2 separate regions of the Rattus norvegicus genome follow, and region 1 is linked to region 2. A link is a contact called in public Hi-C data. All regions are on one chromosome and are shown on one strand. The core of a region is the stretch at or near the end of the contact, and the rest is flanking DNA. Distances in the headings are between cores, read along the strand shown.

Region 1 (6,534 bases), core at 1,552-4,051, 280 kb before region 2:
GACACTTTACACAACCACTGGTTTAGCATGGTAAAGATTCCACAGATATTCTCTGAGTATTCGATGAAGGATTATAGTGATAATTGTCTGCGCTCTTTTCATTTCATGTTCGGGCAAGACCTTGCTTGCTACAAAGAAAATGCCGGAGATATAATTGTTTTCTTTTATTCTGATGAATTTCATGGACCTACTTCTCAAAAATATACTCAGGAAAGAACATGAAGATTGGCAATCTTGCAAGAATGATATTTTTAAAAATCCCTTCTTGGCACAGAGGAAATTGTGATCACAACCTGTCACCATCTTCAACATCATTTTTATGGTTGCGAACAAAATATATTTGGTGCGGAATAATTTTAGAGAGGAAAAATGCTCACTCTGGTTTCTTAGCTGAGAATGGAAGCTTTCCTTTGCCACCACCAATGTATCAAGGCTATCCACAGAAACATTTTACATTCGGTGCATATGCTGGCAGTGCTTTTTTATTTGTAAGGTTACCACAGTGATGGCTGCTTGCAGTACAAAAAAAAATGGAACAAATTCAAACTCAGGGAAAGCCTAGAATACATTAAAAGAAAACAAACCTGTATATTTATAACTCTAGTGAACATTTAGTTGTATTTTAATAAGTCCTTGTCATTTTTTTCAGGGAAATTGTACAAACAGAGTTTAAGAAAATGCTTTAGAAAGGCCAAGGGAGACACAGAATGTCGTTCCTCTTTATATTTTTATGAGGATGTTTTTGATAACTAATGTCAGACTCTTAGTGCTTTAGCTGTAAGAGGGACCTTGGGTCTCTCTTCTCAAGGGGAGATAGCATCACAGTCTAGAAGGAGGCTATTTCAACTTCAGTGAGGCGGCTGTCAAAGTCAGAAGCTATTTGGAGAAGGCCTGAAGTTGACCGTCCTTAAAGTACCTTTCTGCTCCCCATTCTTCCGGCTCCCTCACAAGTGGAGACTTTGAGGAAAATTATTTTCTCAAACGATGCCATCTTCCTCTAGTCACTATTGTTTCCCCTATACGTGGGACTCCAGAATCAATGAAAAAAAAAAAAAACAAGAAATTAACTTAGATGAAAACAGATAAAATGTATATCTTCTACAATTAATCTTTAGAACCTTTAGTGATAGAAGAGAGTAAATGAACAGCCAAATGTTCTCGGATAAAGAGAGCATGTATAGATGAATTTTTAGATATACTAATCATTGAATGATGTCAGTTCATCCAGTAAAACCACCCTCAAGTTTTACTTAACTGTTTAAATCCCTGTAATAGAGAAAATAATGCATATTCTCCAAAAGAAACAATAACAAAAACAAAAGCTTCAGCCAGTATTGAAAAATAGTTTTATTCAGGCTGAGCCTTTCCTCTTTCATAAGCAGCAGAAAGAGTTTCTGCAGTGCAACAAGTTAGGCGAATGAGCCCACTCTGAGAAGGCACCCCTTGCAGTTGTGAAAGCCCTCTTGGAAGCCACTGGGGTTTCCTGGGAACCAGTGACAGCAAAAATGCTTCAATAACAATATGGCCAGGTCCTAGAAGGCACAAGTTCTATTAAGTTTGCCTATAAGCCTTGGTTTCATGTTCCTGCTACACACGAACCTGCTATAATGGTATACTTTTCCTAATATGCAAGGTAAACAATAAACTATGGATTGCAAAATGGAAGAATAAAAGATGAAATTGTAAAATAAATGTGCTTCTGCCCCCCTCTTTCTCCTTTCTATTTCTGTCTCTGTGTCTCTCTATCTCTCTGTGTCTCTCTGTGTGTGTGTGTGTGTGCGCACATGCGCGCATGTGCGTACGATACATTTCTAGCCATAAAATTAAAATCATAGTTATTCATCTTCTCCCCTCAGTATTTGGATTGAATCGACATCCTGTGTGTACTAGTATGTGCCAGGAAAGCCTCCTATTTTTTGACCTACATCCCAGTCCTCTCTTAATTTTTTTTAATTTTGAAGCAGTCTCACTGTGCTATCTAGACTGGTCTTCAACTAAGTGTAGCCAAGCCAGATTCTGTACCTGCAAATCCTTCTGCCTCACCCACCCAAGTCACTGGGACTACCAGCCCATGACACTAGATTTGGTCCTTTACTTTATATATGGTATTTTTTTGTTAATGGTCTATTCTTGATACTAAATTAGCCAAAATTAATAATTTATATGAAAACTGACTTCTCAATTAAATGACATTCCAACAACATAAACTGAATTGAATATAGAGAAAATATTTTTAGAGTATGCCAAAATGGAAATAAAGAACTCTGTCTAAATCAAAAGATACCATTTATAGGATTAAACATAACAAAGCATATTCCATGTGTAAAGAGTAAATGAGTCAGCATAGATTTTTTGCATGAAAAATGCAGAAAGAGGATACATAATTCATTTTCTAATGTGTAATCCTCAGTTCTGAAATGTATGCCAATTTCGTATATGGCACATTATATCTTGGTTGGCGATGTAAATTAGTACATGTATATGTCGAATTAACATAGATTCACAGACGGCAAGAGCATCAATATTTTCAACCACCAGATGGCAGAATTAAAGTGACGCACTTCAGACTACAGATGCAGCTTATACTGAGGGGAAAAAAAATAACTGCAGATTCCAGCCTGCAGTCTATTTTTAGTTGAACAGACATGAAAATGCATTGCAGCAAAGTAATATGTGCATTAAATGGGGAAGAAAACTGTTTTGATGAACAATTTCCCGACTGAATGAGTTGTTTGCCTTCATCCAGTCCGGAAAGATCCCTCACAGCTCATATGTTTGAACACTTGGTGACGCTGTTCTAGAAAGTCGAGGACAAAAGAATGCAGCCTTGTTAGCAGGTGTGAGTTGTGGAGGAGGGGATCTGAATGAACTGTTTCTGGGTCTGAGTTTTGTGCTTCCCGGGACCGCACTACTAGGAACCGCAGCCCCAGGTTCCCTCTGCCATAACTCTACCGTGTTCTCTCCACCAGGGTGTGCTACAATTGAAACCATAGGAAAGATAATCCACTTTTCTCTTAAATTGCCCTCAGTGCATCATCTTTCTGGCAGTTAGATTATGGGGCTCTTTAAAAACTCACCATTAAAATCAATCTAGCAGTGGGCAAGACCAGAAAAGAATTTCCCGTCCAGTCAGCTTTTGAACAGCTAAATCAGCTCCACCTGATTTCAAGCAAGAACTTATGGATTTGCTTCCCCATTTTTACCCTTCTGTTTACTGAAAACTGGTCACTTGCATCAAATCTCTCAAGCAAAAGAGGGAGGGTGGCCAGTTTCCGCCATCTGCAGCGGAAATTCTGTGGCTTACACTAGACTTCTTACAAATTGGATGAAAATAAAATTAAAACCATAAAATTAACAATGAAAAAATGAAAAGGAATTATATACACAGTATATGCATGTATGTGCTGCGTACAAAGAACTCACTGGTGATTCAGAATTACTCTCATTGTAATGGTATGGGGATTTTGATATTTTAATTTTTCTTAACTTCTAACATGAGCAAGATTCCTAGTGATAAAAATTAAATGGTTTTCTAGAATTTCTTATTTGTTCACTGATATATGAAATGTAATTTAAATATTTTCAATATAGCATTATTTTATTAATGGGAAGGAACTTAAAATGAATAATCGTTTAAATAGTTTTAAGGATAATATCAAGTAATTTTATTATTAGAAAGTACTCCACGCTCTGTGAAGAGGTTTGATATTTAATTTGTAATGGTCTGTAAATGCAACAAATATCCTTATTTTAGCTACTAGGAAGCTAAGCCTCATTTAGATGACAGAACTCATCTTAACTCCCATGTTACTATTTGGCCGAGACCTGGTTTATGTTAAGATTTTCCACAGTGTCGGATTATCAGCCTTATCAACTTCTTCTGGTGCCTGCACCTAATTTTAAAAATTACGTGCTCTGAGTTTATTATATACCTGCTCCCAACAAAAACTTAATATTTGTTGTACACTAAGGATTAAATGACCATTCAAAAGCATTTAGGGGACCCACACCTCTCCTACTACTCTAAAACCCAATTCCCTCTCAGCTCTGTAGCAGAAATTCTACTACAGTCTCTTCATGATTTGACCTCATCCTGAAGGGATTTCAAAGGTCCGTTGCCCCAAATTTCCTTCCCTTAACTCAATCCACTACTCCAGCCTCCAGCACCAGTAGGCCTTCGTGGGAAACACAGCAGTTAAGCAGAACACAGAAAGCTGACTGAAGACACTCACCACTCCCTCCTCCCCAACAAATCCAATCTAGAGCTCATACTCAGTTTCACAAAAGACCACCTTGTGCAGCCTTCCCTTCCCCCTACCTACACTCCCTGTGGACCCTACATTCCATCCATTCTTAACATCCCTCCCTCTACTCAACCACTTTATCTGAGCCCCCCAAAACCTACACAGGCCATAACTGCCAGAAAGTCAGGTAGACTGTTCTCTCTCTCTCTCTCTCTCTCTCTCTCTCTCTCCCCCGTCCCTCTCTCCCTTCCTCCCTCCCTCCCCCACCCCAGCCCCCCTCTCTCTCTGTTCCTGCAGACTATTCTAGTCTCATCCTCAACTCTGCAGTAGTAGACTCTCAGCAGCCTTCCCTGACCTTGTTTCCTACTCTTTCACCGATGGGTACCACAGCTCTTCCCTTTCCAGCCTTCCTAGCTCTGCCTCTGCTTGTTGCTTTGTCCTAGACCCCAAACCCAGTGGGCACCTCCTGCTAACAAAAAGGCTGCTCATCCCAGGGCAACCAGTAGGCAACCTCTCCTACTTCCGAGACCAGATTAGCTCAGTATCATTCCAGCTTTGTAGGAGAAAACCTGCTACTATTGCCCTTTCTTCTATGACCCCATGCCCAGTATAAAACAAGGGTTTATCAAACTAAGGGCTAAAATCAACAAAACAGAAATGAAGAGAATAATACAAAAAGTCAATGAAACCAAGAGTTGGTTCTTTGAGAAAAATCAACAAAATCAACAAACCTTTGTCCAACTAAAATGTAGACAGACAATGAACAAATTAATAAAATCTGAAATGGAAAAGGGGACATAACAACAGACCCAGAAAATTCAAAAAATATAAGGAAATACTTTCAAGCCATGTACTCCACCAAATTGGAAACTCTAAAAGAAAGGTATAATTTTCTCTATAGGTAGCAATTACCAAAGTTAAATGAAGATGAAATAAACAATTTAAATAGCCCTGTATCCACTAGTGAAATAGAAGCAGTCATTAAAAGACTTTAAACAAAAAAAGTATTAGGGCCAGGTGGTTTTAGAGCAAAATTTTAGCAGACTTTCAAAGAAAAGTTAATGCCAATACTTCTCAAATTATTCCAAATTAGTAACAGAAGTAACATTGCCCAATTGATTTTATGAGGCCATAGTTACCCTGACACACAAATCACAGAAAGGCTTGACAACAAAAGACAACTTCAGACCAAATTCCCTTATGAACATAGATGTATATATGTTCAGTAAAATATTTGCAAACCAAATCCAAGAACATATCAAAAAGACCATCCACTATGTACAACTAGGCTTCATTCTAGAGATACAGAGACAGTTCGATATATGAAAATCATTTAGTGTAAACTATCAAATTAATAAACTGAAAGAAAAAATCATAGGATTATTTCATTAGATGCAGAAAATATCTGATAAAACCCAAATCCTGTCACGATTAAAAGTTCTGGACAGACTAGATGTACAATGGACATAGCTATCCATAAGAAAGGCAACTTACAGCAAACCTGTAACCAACATCAAGTTACATGAGGGAAACTCAAAGCAATTCTACTAAAGTCGAGGGCAAGATTGCCACTCTCTCCATATCTATTCAAAATAGTACTGGGAGTCTTAGAGCAATAAAACAACAGAAGGAGATCAAAAGAGTACAAGTTAGAAAGAAAGAAGTCAAAGTTTTGTTATTTGCAGATGATATGGTAGTATATACATATGACCCTAAAAATTCTACCAGGTAATACATACACTACCAGCAAAATACCTGGATACAAAAATAAATAACAAATATTAGAACTCCACCTTTATGCAAGTGACAAAGAGAAAGAAATCAGGGAAACAACACTTTTCACAATTGCCACAAATAATATAAAATATCTTGGGATAACTCTAACCAAGCTAGTGAGAGACCTATATGATAAAAACATATAGTCTTTGAAAGAAGAAATTGAAAAAGATATCAGAAGATAGGAAGAACTCCTATGTTCATGAGTCACTAGGGTTAGCATAGAATCAATGGCCATCCTATCAAAAGTAATCTATGGGTTCAAGGCAATTTCCATGAAAATCCCAACACAAACCTTCATAGAACTTGTAAGGACAATTCTCAACTTCATGTGGAAAAATGAAAACCTAGGTCAGCTAAAATAAACCTGTACAATAAAAGAACTACTGGAGATCTTGTCATTTCCATTTTCAAGTTGCATTACAGAGCTATAATAATAAAAACTGCATGGAATTGGCATATAAAACATGCTGATAAATGATATAAAATTGAAGACCCAAACATAAATGCACAC
Region 2 (7,122 bases), core at 3,833-6,332:
TGGACCATACATACCTACTGTTTTTACCCACTGGAAATTTGTTTGGGAATTCTGCCTCCAGAGAACCTCATAACAAATATTCTGCAGTTTGAAACCACTTAAAATAAGCCAACAAATGTTGGTTTTTCAAACTGTTTTCCCCTGTCTGTATTAAGATTTCTAATCATCATTTAACAAGTTATTATAAAAGACAGCCTGAGCCTTACAAGATAAGGCTCTGTGACCTCATAGGCTCAAATGCCATCTGAGACCAGAAGCTCACCAGTGCCTTACCCTAGGGAATTACACACTGGGGAAATGCATGGCAAGACATGTGACCAAGAAATATGTGACCCAAGAATGTGACCAACACACTCCACTTGCCTTGCTTGAATGTGTTGATCTTAAATGTTCCAAGGCAACAGGAACAAATAACAAAATGAAAAACTAAGACTGTGGCTGGGTTCAAAAGCTTACAGTAAACACTTTCATGCCTTACCAACATTTTCCACCAAATTCTAGAAGATAATTCTTCTGTTTCCTAAGTCAGTCACTAAATCCTAGAGGGTAGGCATTAGAAGCTCCTGTCCTTGACACGTGTCACAAGTCAAGTCTCATGGTCTAAATGAAATGAACCGGAGAATAAATACTGAGGCAGAAGATCCGCTTATTCCCGAAACAAAGTAAAATGCTCTCAGATCACGAGGACGACGTGAACAGTAGACCCTCCTACAACAAACAGCAGTGTTACTTCCTGACTTTTATTAGTTATCTAAGAATATCCTGACTGTGGAAAATTAAATATTACAGCACTCTACTTGCTTTTAGGTATCATTCATTTATTTCGGTCATTTCATAGCTTGACTAGTCCGTTTTCTTTAATGCTGTTTGGCTGGTGTTTGTTCCTACAGATAGTGGGGAATTATGAAGAATATATTCTGGCATAATTTAGCACAAATTTATACATGGCAAAGTACTGTAAAGAAAGGGCAGAACACAGAGAACTGTAAGGACTATGTCCCCTGCTGCACTCACAATAGCTGGACTCAGGCAGGGACTAAGACCAAACACTAAACATCAACCAAATATTCTTAATCCCTGCTAACGGCTCCTGTTGTGGGAGTGGAAACCCTGGGAAGATGCTGGCCGAGAGGAGCCAGGTTTAAAACAAATGTTCATTGAGCATGCAACAGGGAAGACAAGAAGGTTTCGGACACACAGAATGTGTTTCAGCACACAGCACACGGCATGAGAAGAAAGAGAGGCAAGGGGAAAGGCCTGGAAGGAGCAGAGAAATAATCTTCAGCAATAAGGCTGTGGGACGCAGAGGGAGCCTGGAGCTAGAAGTGTGGGGGTGGGGGTGGGGGGGAGGATGGGAAGTGGACGATTCCAAGCACACAATGGCACAACCGGTAACTCCCTTTAGAATAACTAATAACACAAATAGACCAGGGACACAGAAGCACACAAGTCAATTGGAAATGACATGTCCATTCTTCCAAGGAAACAGACTGTTTGATTAGGGTTTTGGGAAATAGCTTAAGCAATGCAAAATTAAAACCTGATAAAGCAAGAATTTCTCAACTACGGAAGTCATAGTGTGAGTCCAAAGGCAGGGGAACGACTGACGGGCAGCAGGCAAGGTCCGCCAGCAGAAGACTTCAAAGTCTTCACCTGCTTCCCCACCCCTGCCCGTGAGCCTGTAATAGTATGCTATACCACAGAGGGGAGGCAGCTTCTGGAGGTGATTTGCTTGTGTGGGGAAGTTGAGTACAGAGAACTGTCTGCTATGATAAGCTCAAAGCTTTGAAATGAGATCGAAACTGAACAGCGAATTCATGAAAACCGTCCTTTTTTTTTTTTAAAGCTAGTACCTTTTATCTTAGAAAAATCATCAACAAATGAAATTTGATAAATAACAGGAGCCCAAGGTAGTCTAACGGAACAACGTCCTAATTGCAATTCTACTGCTCTTACAATTATGAATTCTCAAAGACGTAAGAATAAAAGGTGCTTTCTTCTGGAATAATTATTCATACGCAGTGGAAAGAGTGCTAAATATCCACAGGGCTCATGTAAGCATCTTAACTGATTCAAATACTGAAAGCTAGAAACTAAACTGAAATACTTAAGTGAACAAAAGTGCAGTCTGATGCCCTTCAGGTCAGGAGACAAGACTTGGTCCTCTCCATTGGTTTAGGCCTGAGTCTATGTACTTAGGCAACAGTGAAACACCTCTAATTTAAATAGTAAATACTACACACCCAGCACCCATATATTTACTAATTATTTGCAAATCTTATGCAAGATTCTCTCACTTCAGATGTTTAAAGAGATGCGCTCTTTTATGAAAAGGGGTGCACTGTTTTCAATAGACTGTTTTAAATGCTCTATGCTCTAAGTATTTTTAAATAAATCATTGAGGAACAGAACAAAAGACATGAAGATGAAGTCACCCTCCTAAGAATCTAAGTGGTACTGCTGGGTTACCCAGGATACCACTTTACATCTCAGTTGACCAGTTGCCATGAATTATTAGGTGGACGATGCCACACAGTTTATTGCACACGGCCTTAAACATCGAAACTTGGACTAAAGGTCATAATTCACTGCTAAGTCTGACTTGGAGAAAAATGTTTTCATTATTACAAGAATTAAGATTTGTGAAATAAGTACACAAGGTTTTTTTTTTTTTTTCTCTTTTAAATGGGAACTGGGCTGTCAGAGAAGTGAGAGACAAGAAGACAAGGATGGACTGGAATTCTAGACAGAAAACACAGTTGTCCAGAAAAGCCAAACCTCCAAGCAAGAAACAACATGCAAAGGAACCCATTTGCCGTTTGTTTGCCTGTTGATAATTTTAGAATCCTTCTAATGCATTGATTTGGAGGAATAAGAATCATAACTCCTCCTGGAACTCATCTCTCATTAATTCACCACAGATGGTAAGAGAAATCAACTTCAGCTGTATGTTACACACTCAACTATATTTAATAATTAATCTAAAACAGGGGTTCTCCGCAGAGGTTACATTTCTGCCTCCAGGGGGCGTTTGGCAACATTTTTAGGAGATGAGAGACGCTGGGCTGCCCTCAGCAGCTAATGGGTGGAGGTCAACTCCATTGCTAGACATCCTACAACACACAGGATACACACCCCCTCCCCAGGAACAACAAAGAACTATCAACTTCAAAAATCGCCAACAGTCATAAAAGAGATGCCATGCATTCTGAAACTGGCAGAAGCGAAATTCCATTTTTCAAATCTTTCATAGGTGTCTAATTAAAAGATAAGCTGCCACTACCAGGGAGGGGTCATTTTACAACTGCTTTAAATGTGGTGGATGGCAGCTCCAAGAACTGCATTGTAACCCACAAGACCTTCTGAGCAGGTTCTCTGAAACCACAGGAAAAGAACTGTCTAACCCTTTTATCTTATGTTTATTGTAAGTCACCTGGTTCAGTATCAAGTCCTGTCTCTTCTGTAGCTAATCTTCTAAAAACACACTGACCTCATAAAAACACAGTATCTTTCTAATATAAAAATTCAGTCAATCCAATTTACAGAGAAAGATTTATGGGGGAGGCTGTGATGGGTGAAAAAAAAAAAAAACATCACCCAGGTCTTTAAAATGCAAAGTTATTTCACAGTTTGCTTGCAAAATGACTCAGATCATTATTACTTTTAGTCATGCCAAGTTTGCTTCTCCTAAGCCTACTAGTAATGGAGAAAGAACGAAATAACCACCATCTTTCTGCAGCCGTTAAACCAATGAAACAGGAGCTTACTAAAAAGCAGATTTGTGCAGTGATGTTTCCTTTTTATCAGACTGTGAGAAGAACACAAGCAAATCACTGGAAGTGCAAATGAAGATTGTAAGAAATCTATCATCTGCCCAAATACCTCAAGTGTGGGAGGAAAACAAGCAAAAGGAAACCCCGACTCACAGACCTATAATAATAATAATAATAATAATAATAATAATAATAATAATAATAATATAACCTGTGAATATTTTCCTTATATCACTCAATCAAAATCCGGATTTACTCCTTTTTTCCCCCTCCGTTCAAAAAACTGGAAGACCTCCATGTCGGCTTTCAGCAAAACAGTGTTTTAAGAATGAATAAAGAAAGCCTGGTGTGCACCTGTCAAACCTCACTGGAGCGAACACCGCAGTGGAGAGACGACCCTGTGGTGGAGAATGAGCCTTTCGCACCTGTCAGGGCTCTTTTCACCCGCGAAGCATCTTCCTCTCCTACTATGGGAGCAAACGTGAGCCAACTTTGGTGGTTTCCATCCCCCACCCAGGCAAAATCCAGCCTCCGGCGCAGCTCAAGTCCTTACGCAGGGAAAACCTCAGCGCTCTTTTTCACTCACTGAGTCGCCATATGAAGTTGACAGGCAAGATCACTGAGACCCCACGGAGGCCCCACACAGAGAGCCCCGAGGCCACCCAACGTGGCACTTTCCAGGCGTGGGCAAAGCAGAACGCCTCATGACACCTCTCACCACGGGGTGTCCGTGGAGAGAGGGTGCTTGGCTTTGTGGTCCCGAATTGTCCCTCATCTAGGGAGGGCAGAGCTCAACTTCAAAGATAGGGTTCCCACGCGTCCCGCCGCCCGGCCACACTCTGGTCTGCCCGTGAGGTCGCGCGACAGTCACCGCCCCGGCCAAGAAGCCTCCTGCGTTGTGCAAGGGCTGAGATGCCGCGCTCGCTCCTTGCTGTCCCCCGACCCGGGCCCGGTCCCCACGGCCGCGCTCACCCAGCAGCAGCAGCTTGACCTCGCGCGCCGCCTTCTCTCCGTCCTCCCGGAGGTTGCGGTCGATCATCTTGCTGCGCTCCACGGCCGCCTTGTCCTCAGCGCTCAGTGTGCAGCCCATGGTGGCCGAGCGTCGCCGCGCCCTCGGCGCCGGGGCCGGCTGGCAGAGCGGGGAGAGGCTGGCCCGGAGGCGGCCCCGCTAGGTCCTCAGCTCCGGCAAGCTGGAGGCGAGGTCTGCTAACCGATACGCCGCCGCCTCGGGCGGCCGTCCCCGCCCGCGACGCTCTACGATCCGCGCCCGCGAGTCCCGGCGACCGCTAGGCTCCGCTACCGCCGCCGCCGCCGCAGCTGCCCGTGGCCGAGCCGCAGCCGCACACAGCCCGAGCAAGCTCCGCGTCCGCGCGCCGCCGCGGCCCCGCCCCTGCCCGCCCCGCGACCACTCCCAGCGCGCGCTCACGCCCGCCCGCGCACGTGCCGTCGGACAGCGCCCCCTCCGACCGCTGCGCGCCCGCGTGATCGCCGAGCCCGGCGCTTCCTGCACGTCCCCCCCACGAGGTGCCCGGTGCGTCCGCTGACTTCTCCAGCCCCAGCCTGGAGCTCACTAGCCCCCTCCCACGCTCCGGAGACCGCTGCTGGGATCCGTGGGTACCTGTCCCTTAAGGGCGCGGGTGGGACGCTTGCCAAAGTTGCGAACAAGGGGAAAAAAAAAAAAAAAAAAAAAAAAGCAGTCCTGGGCATTTGAGCATGCCTGGCGCCTGCAGCCACGCAAGGGTTTGCAAAATGTGTGGGCTTGTGTGAAGGACCGTGAGAAATAGAGCGAAATGAGCAAGAAATGGGGCTCAGCGAAACCCGAAGTGGCGATCAGCCAAGCGGGAATCTTAATCTTGGAGTTGCCAATACTCACTTCCTCCCTTACCTTTTCTCTTTCTTTTCCTCTGGCTTTCCCTGTGATCTATGCTCACCTTCCTTTTCATAAGGGGACGCATTTTGAAGGATTTTCTTCGTAACCCGACAAAAACGTTTGACGAAGAATCAAAGAATTATTTTTAAAATGGCAAGGGCAATAAAACACACAAGCAAGTCTGCACTCTGCCTTTAGGGCACATGTAAGTTTCTCGCCAAGCTGAGTACCCATGTTTATGGCCATGTTGTGACTCCTGTGCCAATAGCCATGGCATCTGTTTTTTGCAGACCTTAGCTTCTTTGCTGGCAGATGAGCTGTTGAACCTTCCAGGTCAGGGCAAGGCCTAGATGGCTTTTCACCCAGCATGAGGGGAGGAGCATAGGTTGAAGGTTGGGCTCTCTCTTGTCAGTTGCACTGCTGATTATAGGAGAAATGTTGACTAAATAGATGAAGAAGGTACTAGGAGAGAAAATACATTCCTTGGCGAGATAAAAATCAGGCAGTTAGTCTTTGGCTCCCGTTTGAAAATCTGATTTTCAAAGAATCATTTGAAAATCTGGGGTTGGGTTCGAAGGTCTGTCTAAGCTGATGACACAGGCCCAGTAGCTTAGCTGCAGGTTGGGTCCCTCAGTGCAAGCAGAGCTTGTAGGTTGCCATTTTGTTAGAGTCAAACTTGCTGAGCACAAGATAAGCAGTGTTAAGAACTTCCTGAGCCTTTCCTAGGATTCTTTCAAAACAGAAGAAAACCCTGCACACTTTTAGGATATTTGGTCACCTTCTACCTCCTTTGTACTTCCTGGCACTGGAAATGTTCATCAGGAAGTCCAGAATTCATGAAAGTGACAGTCAACCCAATGTGAGTGAGCCATTTGCAGCTGTCAGTTGACTGCCCTTCCTCCATGGTTCAGGCCAGATGGGGAATCAGTCAGGTCTGAGGAGTGGCGAACACAGCTGCACTCCTTATGTTTGGACCAAGTGAAATTGTCAAAGAATTACATGGCTTACACCTTCCCTTTGAAAAGCTTGTCGGGGAAGTGAGAAAATAAATGAGTAGAAGAAGGGAAACCAAACTTCGAAGAGGCTGTAAAATGACGGTGTGGATGTAGGAAGGACTCTCAAGGGAGGCTGGTGGGCAAGCCACTGAAGAAGTGTGCACTGGAACACTGAACTGGTTGCCATAGCAAAGTACGGCAATCACATGGCTTCAACAACCGGCATGTACTTTATTTCTCAAGTCTGAGGAGTCTAAGATAAAAGGCCAATGGATCCAAGTCTCTCCAGTGAGGGTTCTCCTGCTGGCTAGTGCATGGCCACTTTACTAAGTGGAGAAGTAGAAGAAGGAGGCGAAAGAGAACCAGGAATGAGAGAAGAGGAAAATTCTTTCTTCTACTGTCGTTGCCCCCCTCCCCACTTTCAGGACTCCATCTCTGTCTATGTACTTCCCAAAGGTCCTCCCTTCCAGTACAGAGTGTTAGG

What was found. Hi-C and Micro-C count contacts between places; a contact is called where the count stands out from the background.
Region 1: a Hi-C map of prefrontal cortex shows a contact between it and region 2, with 7 times the contacts expected there. The contact joins the enhancer-like site here to the promoter of Gnai1 in region 2. A contact is called at or near these places in 4 of 12 Hi-C or Micro-C datasets (the A7r5 cell line, Schwann cells, frontal cortex and 1 more).

The regions. Positions count from the first base shown.
Region 1 is chr4:17,986,013-17,992,546 of GRCr8, reverse strand. No RefSeq gene overlaps it. Among named protein-coding and RNA genes, the nearest start is that of Trnaa-agc88, 93 kb to the left of the region's middle. Within about 2 kb of position 2,801, at least 19 of the 93 cell types and tissues checked have an H3K27ac peak or open chromatin away from gene starts, as enhancers often do.
Region 2 is chr4:17,704,021-17,711,142 of GRCr8, reverse strand. Gnai1 (G protein subunit alpha i1) reads right to left here and starts at 5,082. Exons shown (of 8, transcript NM_013145.2): 1 at 4,746-5,082. The coding sequence starts at 4,863.